2 separate regions of the Sus scrofa genome follow, and region 1 is linked to region 2. A link is a contact called in public Hi-C data. All regions are on one chromosome and are shown on one strand. The core of a region is the stretch at or near the end of the contact, and the rest is flanking DNA. Distances in the headings are between cores, read along the strand shown.

The links. A called contact is a pair of places that touch in the nucleus more often than the background predicts.
Region 1: a contact with region 2 is called in a Hi-C map of skeletal muscle, with 9 times the contacts expected there. The contact joins two enhancer-like sites. A contact is called at or near these places in 2 of 47 Hi-C or Micro-C datasets (heart right ventricle and skeletal muscle).

What each region holds. Positions count from the first base shown.
Region 1 is chr8:86,067,675-86,073,326 of Sscrofa11.1, reverse strand. LOC106504720 (a long non-coding RNA gene) reads left to right here. Exons shown (of 4, transcript XR_001298412.2): 2 at 698-778; 3 at 1,704-1,808; 4 at 3,023-4,096. Among named protein-coding and RNA genes, the nearest start is that of RNF150, 17 kb to the left of the region's middle. Within about 2 kb of position 2,551, at least 7 of the 83 cell types and tissues checked have an H3K27ac peak or open chromatin away from gene starts, as enhancers often do. A contact at or near this core is called in skeletal muscle, where this site is marked.
Region 2 is chr8:85,195,945-85,200,965 of Sscrofa11.1, reverse strand. It overlaps INPP4B (type II inositol 3,4-bisphosphate 4-phosphatase), which reads right to left. Exons shown (of 30, transcript XM_021100673.1): 6 at 2,655-2,773; 7 at 537-653. Among named protein-coding and RNA genes, the nearest start is that of INPP4B, 390 kb to the right of the region's middle. Within about 2 kb of position 2,750, at least 45 of the 83 cell types and tissues checked have an H3K27ac peak or open chromatin away from gene starts, as enhancers often do. A contact at or near this core is called in skeletal muscle, where this site is marked.

The DNA of each region.
Region 1 (5,652 bases), core at 1,302-3,801, 870 kb before region 2:
CCGGTCTGTGGAGCTCGGCACTGTTGTGTTAGCAGGGTCGCTAAGGCAGGCGGTTCTTGGCAATCATTGGGCAGTGGACTATGTTTAGGTCTGAAGGCTAAATGTTGGGGGGTGGATAGGGTGGAGGAGTCAGAGAACGCCCATACTCACAAGGAAGCGGAGGCTGACATCTCTGCCTTGCTTGACTTCTCTGCAATCCTGGTGTGAGACTAGAGAGTGGCATAGGCCCACATGCAGCAGAAAACTTAGCAGTGGTACCTAAACTCAGACCCTAGTCTTGAGTGCCAAGGGGACCCAAACGAACCGATCAGTTTAATCTGGGGAGAGCTCGTGTGAGAAGGTGAGTTCTCCATGAGGTTTGATGGATGAGAGGGTATAAGTTGGTAGAGAGCAGGAAAAGAGGGAAACCCTTACCCAGTGAGAATCGAGGTTTCAGACTCACGTTTCCATCTAATTCTCTCAATGAGCCTATATGTGGGTAGAAGTAACAGCCTCTATGCCTGGTACATCGTGGCAGGAAATAGGAACTGCGCGCCTTTTCACAAAAGCAAAGGCTGGGCGATGTCATCCTCATCCAACAGATATTTTACTAGTATCTTCTCCTTCATAAAATTTCCCCTTTTGTCTGTTGCTCCACTAGTAAGAAAACGATGGGATAGATTAGGTTTAACTATAACTCTCTGAGTATGTTTTGTAGATGATTCAAAGAAAGGAATCCACCAAGTCCAGACATTTTGAAGCCTAGAGACCTTGAGAGTGGCAACACCTTATGGGATGTGTAACACTTCAGCTGCACGTAACAGAGTTCTCAACTAAAAATGGCTTAAAAAACAATGTGCTTCATATCTCACGTTACAAGAAGTCCAACGGTAGATAGTTCTGAGGTTGGCAAAGCCAAAGTTTAACTCTGATCTCAAGCTCTCAGATGCTTTCTACCTGTCTGCTGTGCCACCTTCAGGGTGTCATCAATGTCTCCTCTCACAGTCACAGACAGCTGCAGAAACTCCAGGTGTCACATGCAAATGCAAGAACAGCGCCTCCAAAAGGGGTGGGGAGGTTGCTTCCCATAAATCTTTTATTTTGTTTTATTTTTTTGGTCTTTTTGCCTTTTGTAGGGCCGCTCCCATGGCATATGGAGGTTCCCAGGCTAGGGGTCTAATGGGAACTGTAGCCACCGGCCTACACCACAGCCATAGCAACGCGGGATCCAAGCCGCGTCTGCAACCTACACCACAGCTCACGGCAACGCCGGATCCTCAACCCACAGAGCAAGGCCAGGGATCGAACCCACAACTTCATGGTTCCTAGTTGGATTCGTTAACCACTGAGCCATGACAGGAACTCCTCTTTTAATTTTTTTTTAATTTTTAATTTTTAAATTTTTTTTAGGGGAAAAGGGAGAAATTCTTAGTTATTATAGGACATTTTTTCTTTATCATTACATTTCAAAATAGCTATGTTGAGATGATACAAAATATAATTGAAGTGGCAACAAAAATCAAATTATTATGTGGAAGAAAATCTTAGTTTTCTGCAAAGTAGAGAAACTTTAAGAGAATGAAACCTAAGCGTATTGCATTGTGATTTTTTTTTTCTCATACACAATTCATTTGGCTTCACCTCATTCTGTTATCACTTTGTGATTTTTTTGATTTGGCTTTTTTTTTAACTTCTTTAAATAACAAGAAAATTCTTTCCAGCAGCTGTAGCTCTGATTCAGCCTGGGAACCTCCATATGCTGCTGGTATGGCCCTAAAAAGAAAAACAAACAAACAAAAAAACAATGCTGTGAGAAGACCAAGGATCAGGTAAGTCAAAAGTAGTCATGTTCAGAGTCATACAGCTTTTTTTCCCCTCCCGTTTTAAAAAGTTTTGTGGGATAGTTGATTTATAATGTGATAATTTCTGCTGTATGACTCAGTGACTCAGGCATACACATAACCATTCTTTTTCAGATTCTTTTCCCACATAGATTATCACAGAATACTGGGTAGAGTTCTCTGTGCTATACAGCAGAACTCTAGTCATTGCATAGACCACAGTGTGCAAATGCCAATCCCAAACCCCCAGCCCATCCCTCCTCACCGCCTGTCCCCTCTGGTAACCATAAGTTTGTTTTTGAAGTCTGTGAGTCTCTTTATGTTTTGTAAATAAGTTTATTTGTATCATTTTTTTATAATAGATTCCACATATAAGTGATATCATATGTTAGGAATCAAAACAGCTTTTTAAGTCACTGCATTTGCCCTACGGCTCCATCATCTGACTCTTCGCCTTGTGCTTTTCTCTCCTGATGCTCAGAATAGTGCCAACAGCATGATAAACACTCAACAAATACTTGTTAAATAAAAAGATTAACATTTAGAATCTGGAAAAGAATGCATGACATTTCTGTAATTTTTTTTACGGAGAGTTTGAGAAAACAGAAAGCACTATAACATGACAGCCACTAGAGGTCGCTAAAACTCCACGCAAGGAGAATATGTTATTTGGGAACGAACAGGCTGATCCTCTTAAAATCCCCAGCGAAATGGTGATGGCTGTTACGTAACAATTACTGACTTTCCAAAGCTTTTAGGAATTGCAGTTATACATAGCTCAAGCTTAGTGTTTTTAGCATTGACATTTGCAAAACATTCTGCTGAGCCAACATAGCCATTTTTTCCCTGTGACATTTATCTATATTTAGAATTACTGTTTCTTTTTTGTAACAGAGATGGTGCGATTATTTCGTTAACAGAAAAGGTTTTTTCCTCAAAGTTGATTTTTTCCCTCATTGTTATATACCCAAGGAAGAGCCATCTGTATTTCCCATGGATATAATTTGAGAGACATTTAGAAGGCAAACCCTCTTTTTCCCTGGGCGATGCTTGCAAGGCAGTCCCAGCAATCTGAAATTGCATCATTAGCTCTTTATTACTTTTTCTTAAATTTGTGTCCCCACATTGTGCTCCAGAACAACATTTCCTAAACTGATTTTTTTTTTTTTTTATATGTACGGTGTGAAATCTTCCATCAAAAGGAGGGCTCCTCAGTCAAGTCAGTTTGGAAATGCTGTAAGCAGTAGCCCCCAAGTGGATCTAAGAAACCACACGGAAGGGAGAGAAGTTCAACAGCAAAGAAACAGTTGGGTTACTTAGTTTACAAACCATTTCCACATCTTTGACTAGAAGTTAGCAAACTTCTGTAAAGGACCAGATAAGGAAATATTTTAGACTTGGTGGGTCATCCTGGGTCTCTGTGGGAATGTCTCAAATCTGTCACTAGGGCACAAAAAAAAAAAAAGAAAGAAAGGCTCTGGACAATACGTAAATGTCTGAGTGGGGCTGTGTCCTGACAATGCTTTGTTTATGAACCCTGACATTTAATTTTATAAAATTTTCATGTCATGAAATATTACTAGCGTATTGATTTTTTTTCTTCCAACCATTTTAAAATGGAAAAACATAGCTATATGTGTTTTACAAGCAGTTTGTTACGTGCACCCAAACAGGCAGTGAACCAGACTTGGTCCACCAGCCAAAGTTTGCCATCCCCCGCTTTAGACTACAAGCCCTCTCTCCTTACCTTTTATATTTTTTGTGTGGATTCTATTAAGATTTAGGGGACAGTGGAGCCTCCAGATGGAAGCTGCCTTGATGGACATTTTGCTTGTTCTCAATTTTTCCTATTATAAAATGCTATAATTCATTGGTTATATTCGTAGATCTCTTTTTAGATATATTGTTTCCTTAAATAAATAACCCAGGACATATATGGGGGCAATCGAGGCACCAATAGGTAATTCAAGAAAAACTGTAACTTTGCTTTTGTTTCTGGACAGAGGTCATTCTTCTCTCTGTTTGCTAATAAGACAGTAGTTACATACCTGGGCGTTAGCCCAGAGAGTGGGAAAGACAAAATTATCCAGACTCCATATTTTTGTTTATCTATTCCAGAGGCTTTGAGTAGGGAAAGGAGGATGTGAGGGCAGAGAGGACTTGACCATAAATTATTCTGGTAAAGCTGTAGCACACTGGGGAAGACGACGTTAATCCTGGAAATAGAGTTTTAATGTTTTGAGCTATACCTGAGAAATTAAAAAAAAAAAAAAAAAGTCCAGTAAAAGAACTTGACCTTCTAGGATGGCACACTAGAAATGTCAGGTCAAAGCAGATCAAAATCAATCTGAAAAGTGAGTATAAAAAAGTAGATCTCTCATATTTGAGGAGAGGGAATCAAAGTGACAGACCCTACAGTTGGGGGTTAGCTGTGATGGTTACAACCTGCAACAACGCCGAGAACGGCACAGCAGCCCTTGGTTGTATAGCTCCCTAGTTTCCCAGTGCTCTACAGCTATGATGCTGGAAGGTGGGTCCAGATCAGGATCATCAGCAGTAGCCTGTTACATATGCACCTCATCAGGCCCACCAGAGACCCGTGAAGCTGGTCCAGCAATCTGTGTTTTCATTAACACTTCAGATTATCTGAAAGTTGCTAAAATTTGAAAAAAAACGCTGTTCTACACCCACTTTCTCTTTCTCAGACAAGTAAGAGAATGTTTGAAAGCTGTCATGGATTATTTGGCTAAGGCAAATCAACTGCTACAAGAATAGGTATGGAAAGGAAGCCTGATGGAAGGCAATGGCTGGAGGAATTAGAACTCTGCATTACAGGAAAAATGCTGGTTGATAGCCTAACAAATCTAATCTGATATCCTAACAAATCTTATCCAAAATATCATATCATTGTATAAGAGGTCTTTGTGCAGAAGAGAAAGAAGGATAACTGCAAAACTTTACAAATAATCTAAAACTGTATCTCCTCATGGGAAAATACAGAGTAAGATTAATTTCTCGATAAATATTTCTTGGGTAATTTTTTGTCATGTTACAATTTGGTGATGTTTCAGAGTAATTCATTTAGGCAGGAGAAACAAAACACTCAGCAGTTGAGCAGCAGAAAAAGGTCCAAGAAGCACAATAAAAATATTAATGTCTGACATGGGATTCAGAGTGAACAAGGACATATTTTGAAGTAAATTTCCCACTATACTCTGCAATATTCTCATCTTCCTTTGAGTGATCTATTCCGGTTTAGATCTACTTTATTTAAGTTATTAAATTTCAATCTCTAGTTGTTGATTACTTATTTTCACCTTTTATATCTAACCTTCATTTTGTTGCATTAGTCACCATTCGTTTCTTTTTGACATCTGTGAAGGTCATTATAGTCCTGGTACCTTTATTATTTAGCTTATCACAGTCATGAATCATTGAACACATTTTTCTTTCTTTTTTTAGCATGTAGAACTTCCTGGGCTATTGTTCTCAGCCTTTTGGCCAAGATCAAGTGTAGAAGTTCCTGGGCCAGGGATCACACCTGCAACCTGCACCACAGCAGCAGCCTGAGAAGCTGCAGTGACAATGCCTGATCCTTAGCCTTTCTCACCACAAGGGAACTCCTCCATATTTTTCCAATCTCTGTGACCTCAAAGATCCTCAACTCCTAAAATTCTATGATTCCACAATTTCTAATTGGTGTTGTAGTCTAGAAATCCCAAGAAGAAAAATAAAGGAGATGAATGAATTTGTTCAGAAAAGCATTTTAGAAATAAAAACCCCTTAATTCCCTAATAGATGCAAACTATTGACTTTGGAATGGATAAGCTGT
Region 2 (5,021 bases), core at 1,501-4,000:
ACCTGACCTTCCTGTAAAATTGGTCAATGAAAGCTTCTGCCCTAGTGCTGGCAGTTACTTCCTCCTCTGCTTTGGTGCCAGGAATATCAGAGGAACAGAGAGGGTTTTGCTTATTCAGAAGGTCAAAGCATAAAGTGTGAAAGCAGAGCACTTTATCCATCCCACTTTACCATAATGACAACATCTAGAAAGATTTGACTTGTTATTCATTCTTTTCCACTTGCTTTCTATCCACAAGGTTACTCCTTCAGCAACTCCTTAAAGCAACAATAATAAAAATGTAAACCAAGACATCCAGCCAGCCTTCCCGAAAAGGAGGAAAACCCATTCTGAAAAGCTTTTGCTGCTGCTCACCAATTGCCAATGTGGCACTAAGCCAAATGAGTCTGAGGGGAAAAAAAAAATCCCAGCAAACCATAAACATAAGACTAGCATAAACACAGTACAAAGACCCTCTTTGAAAAAAACGTCAGTTAGATCGAAAACCCAAAAAAGGGAAAAGCACATTTCTTTTCCCAAAAAGTACAAGTACTTACGGTGTCATGAGACTTATCCTTGACATCATAGACTGTTAGTTTTATTTTGGTCTCCTCATAGATGGGATACTCAGATGGGAATGTGACACCAGTCAAGAACAGTGGGTCTCTTGTTCCCTGTAACAGCACAAGCAGACAACTTTGATTCAATAAGGCAGCAACTGCAGTCGACAGCATGCGGTGACACAGGAGAATGCAGAAAGTGTCTGGGTCTGTTTGTTTTTCTAGGAAATAGTTGTATTAGAAGAGAGATCTGAATTGCCAAATGATGCGCATGGGGAACCACTTGGCCCTGGGCCCCAAAGTACTGACAGAGCTGCATCATTGTCAGAGCTGCTAAAATATCCTGAAAAACAATTTATTTTCACTATATGCTGAACCCTTCCTTAGGGTCAATTGTCAGTGCATGTAGCATATATTCAATGGACATAACTTGTGATTTATGCAAATAACCTAAGATTGTGACTGATCAAATTAAAAGGAAGCTATTTTCTTATCAAGAACCATTTGGTAATCTTACGCTGTCCATTTATTTCCTGTATGCAATGATTCAATGGAAAGTGATGCTCTGATAGCGTTCATTTGTTTTTAGATGTTGAGCTGTGTTTTTTTGTTGTTGTTGTTTTTTCCCCTTAGACTGATTTGAAAACTAATGGAAGAAACTAAAGATGATGGATTTGGGGCTATGAAATGACTAGCTCAGCATGCAGTGCACAGGGTGTTTCCAGGCCGCAGAATTCATTTTTAGGGAGCTGACATCCAACATTAAATTTTATTTCTATGTTTAAATATGTATGTTGCTGAATATCATAGAGATGTTTGCTAGAGGTCTGTAAACTTGTCTATGGAAGCTCAAGTTATTCACGTATTCCTTGCTTTCTTCCTTTCACTCAACAAATACCACTTTTTGTTTGGTACTGTGTGTTAGACATTTTGGAACAGGCAGTGAATGAAAGAGTCAAGGACAGCTGTATATATTCAAATAAATGTGTCAGAAGAGATCATTCCTTTTAAGTTTTGTCAATACTTTAACAAATTAAGCTGGAATAATGCTTGAAAATATTTTTCACATACATGAACAATGTTACAATTTTAGTGTTCTTTCAATGATTGAATACCACTATTTTTGTTTATTAACTACAAACTGTACCAGCATTAGAACCTCAAGTTTCCCAAGGGCAGATTCAAGGCTACGTGCAGGATCTGGGCCATTCCCATTAGAGAAGTGAGTGGAGTTTAGTGTGAATCATTTATTCCCCCAACAGCACTGAGCAAGCCAGGTCTGGGGGAGGCAACTTAGGCTCTTACAGAGGAACTCCTCTTGTAAAACACGCAGGGCCCCCGAATCTAAGAAAAGCAAAGCTTGAGGAGTTCAGAGGACACTTTCTTTAGTCTCAGATGTTTAAATAATTATCTCTCAGTCACTAAGGCTGTGAACTATGTGTGATGAGAACAAAATAATCAAAAGGGAAACACTTCCTCTTTTGAATCTGATCCAACACAATAACAAGTTTCCTCCTGACACATTTTGAGGATTATATAAGTTACAATAAATGTAAATAGGAAATTTCCCATCCATGAGTAATATTTACACCTTTTGCCTAGGAATATTACAGTGTTTAATCATCTACCTTTCTTCATAAAACATCATACTTTTAAAAAGACAGCCACAGCCAGCAGAGAATATGAAGTTTCCTCACAGTCTGAAGAATAGAGGACAAAAATGAAAAGGGAAAAACACTTAGGTTTAAAACCTCTCTGGGTACTTTAAAACTCCTCCCCCCCAAAAGAAATATTCATTCCATTTACTTTAAAATGTAAAATTTGTGCTTCCCGCACAAATTTTGGTACTCTATTCAAAGATTCAAAGTGTGGTTTTCTTTCTCTTTTCTAAAGAAAAGTAGGTCTTTTTTAAAAAAAAGCAAATTCCGCCCCCCCATTTGTTTATTCTGGTAAATTACAAAGGCGTGCTTAGTAACCTCAGGTAAGCTTTCCGAAAGGACAGAGGGTAGCAGCCCAGCAGAGCTGCAGGCTATGATCTAACTTATTTCGGCTGTTTGCTCAAATCCAGAGAGCGACTGAGAGATAGCGAGAGGAAGGCAGGCGCAGCACACTCACCTCCACAATTTCCGTGCAGGAGTATCTTGTCAGACTCTGCTCGGCGGGGTGAACAACTGCGATCTGCACCAGGGTATTCAGCTTCCGATCACGGACGGGAGCCACAAGATCCTTGCAAGCTGGCAATGGCAAAGGAAAGAGAAACAGGAGAAACTAACCCTGTATCTCAGGGGAAAGCGTCTGTCCCAGGGTGGAAGTCAACTTAGCCGCGGCGAGGAATTAAATCTTCTGGGACGGGGGCTGAGTTTACAGAGGAAGTCCCTTGGAAGTACCTTACAGAAATAGGAAGTCACGTGCTGCCGAGCTGAATTGAAAATTCATTTCCACTGACCACATGTGCAGTTCTTGCAAGTCTCGACTGCTCTGGGATCCCAGCTCTAACGTGGAACTGTGCACACACAGCTCAGGGTCTTGAGTGGCTTTAATTAGTCTTTAAACCCTAGGCTTTAATTCACTCTCCTAGACTAAGTCTACGACGTTGGGCCACATCCGGGAAACTTTACAGCTGCTCCCAGTGCACCCTGGCTGCATTAGTTCAGATGTTGGAACCCACAAACTTGGTCCTTATCTATCTGTTCGCTAGAGCTGACCTCCTACTGTCCTACACGGGGACAGACACAGGAAAGAGAGGCTGCCCTATCACAGCAGCACACAAGCCCCAGGCTAGGGGCGGGTGGGGTGGGGGGAGGTTAAAGGGGTTGTCCGTCGTTCCTGTCGGGGATCCCTGCCAAGTCCAGAGGCAGAAATGTGGGGAAAGGATGGGTTAATTCTTGACCAGGGGCCGCAAAAGTAAGAACTTTCCCTTGTGATACCAGGCTCATATTACAGACTCTCCTCACCATACCAAATTTACTTGAATATTTTCTCCTTCCACACATCATTCCCACCATTTGGGGAAGAAAAATTAAAAAAAAAAAAAATTTCTTTACTGCCAGTCTAAGGTCTCCTCCCCCTGTGTTTCCCCATCTGGCTTTGAAATGGTAATTTTACAACCTGCATTTGGATTGCTAAGGATAATGCAAAGAGTCCTCACCAGGGATCAGTTAAGCAGAGCTGGTGGTTGGGGACAGGTGGAGGCTGGGACAGGGGTACTGAGAAGTAGCCCAGGATCCTGGGTTCAAAGTGGGAGTGTGCCTGGCTTTAGACCATCCACATCTCACACATCTGACCAGCGCAGAAAGGGACAGAAGGACCCATGTATTTAAGCTACACTGTGGCTCTGTAGCCCTGCACAGGGCCTTCATCTCCTAGGACGGAGATACTATGGCTTAAACCTAAGACTTGAAAGCAAAGAATATTATAAGTGTAATTATCACCTTTCCATCCTTACAAATCAGCTCATTCGTAGAAGCAGAATAGGATAAAGGCAAAAGCAGGAGTTTTGGAATGGAACAGGCCTGATTTTCAGCTGGTTCTACCAGTTAAGTGATGCTGGGCAAATTATTTAACTTCTTGATAGACCTTGAGATCCTTTTATGCCTATATATTTTGCTACAAATTTTCCTTATTTAAACCACATGTCTCTAACCATACAGGAAAGCATGCATGAAAAAAATAACTTTTTTAGCCATCATTATTTTTGAGGCTGTTTGCCAATTATTTCTTTATTTCTCAAAATGGAGCTTTGAATTACTATTTTGATTTGACATACTAAGAACTAGAGGCTTAGAAATATTAAGTGGTCACATTTATATTACTAGAACTCTCTGGTAGTTTTCTTGCATCATATTCCAGCAGCTCCATTTCTTTTCTTGGCATACTAAATTCCTCTCCTGCACAAGGACGCCTCTCTTTAGAAGACCCATTGCCATAATTCTTTATTGTCTAACCCAAGGGATCTACAATTTTAGAAAATACTGATGCAAGGTTTTGATAATACCAAGGTATCACCGGAAGGGGGAAAAAAAAGATTTAGTCTTTACTGTTCTTTGGTGGTTATTTTGATCATTTCCTCCACTTGCCTAATGAATGTTTAATTTTATCACTCATTCTCTTGGCTTTCTCGTCACAGTATACAGCTCTCCCTCCGTTCACTGATATTGACATATATCTGTCCTTAGATTTTGAAGTTGGAGTCAATTTGTTTCAAACACATGCATCGTTGTCTACTTTCTGCTGATAGCTTCATTTTTACCTTACTAACTTATGACACATTTGCTCAAAATAAGTTACTTCTTTTCTTATTTCTTATCAGGCTTGATTGTGGGCTGTGGTTGTTTCTCAGAAGTGAGCAGCTGTTTCTTCATTTTATCAGAGAACCTCTAAGACTCAGTTCTAATAAAAACAGAAAATCTCCATTAAACTCAAATGTTCTGTCCAACTGCATTTGCAGATCCACCAGTACTGATGAAGTAAAAACAACCATAA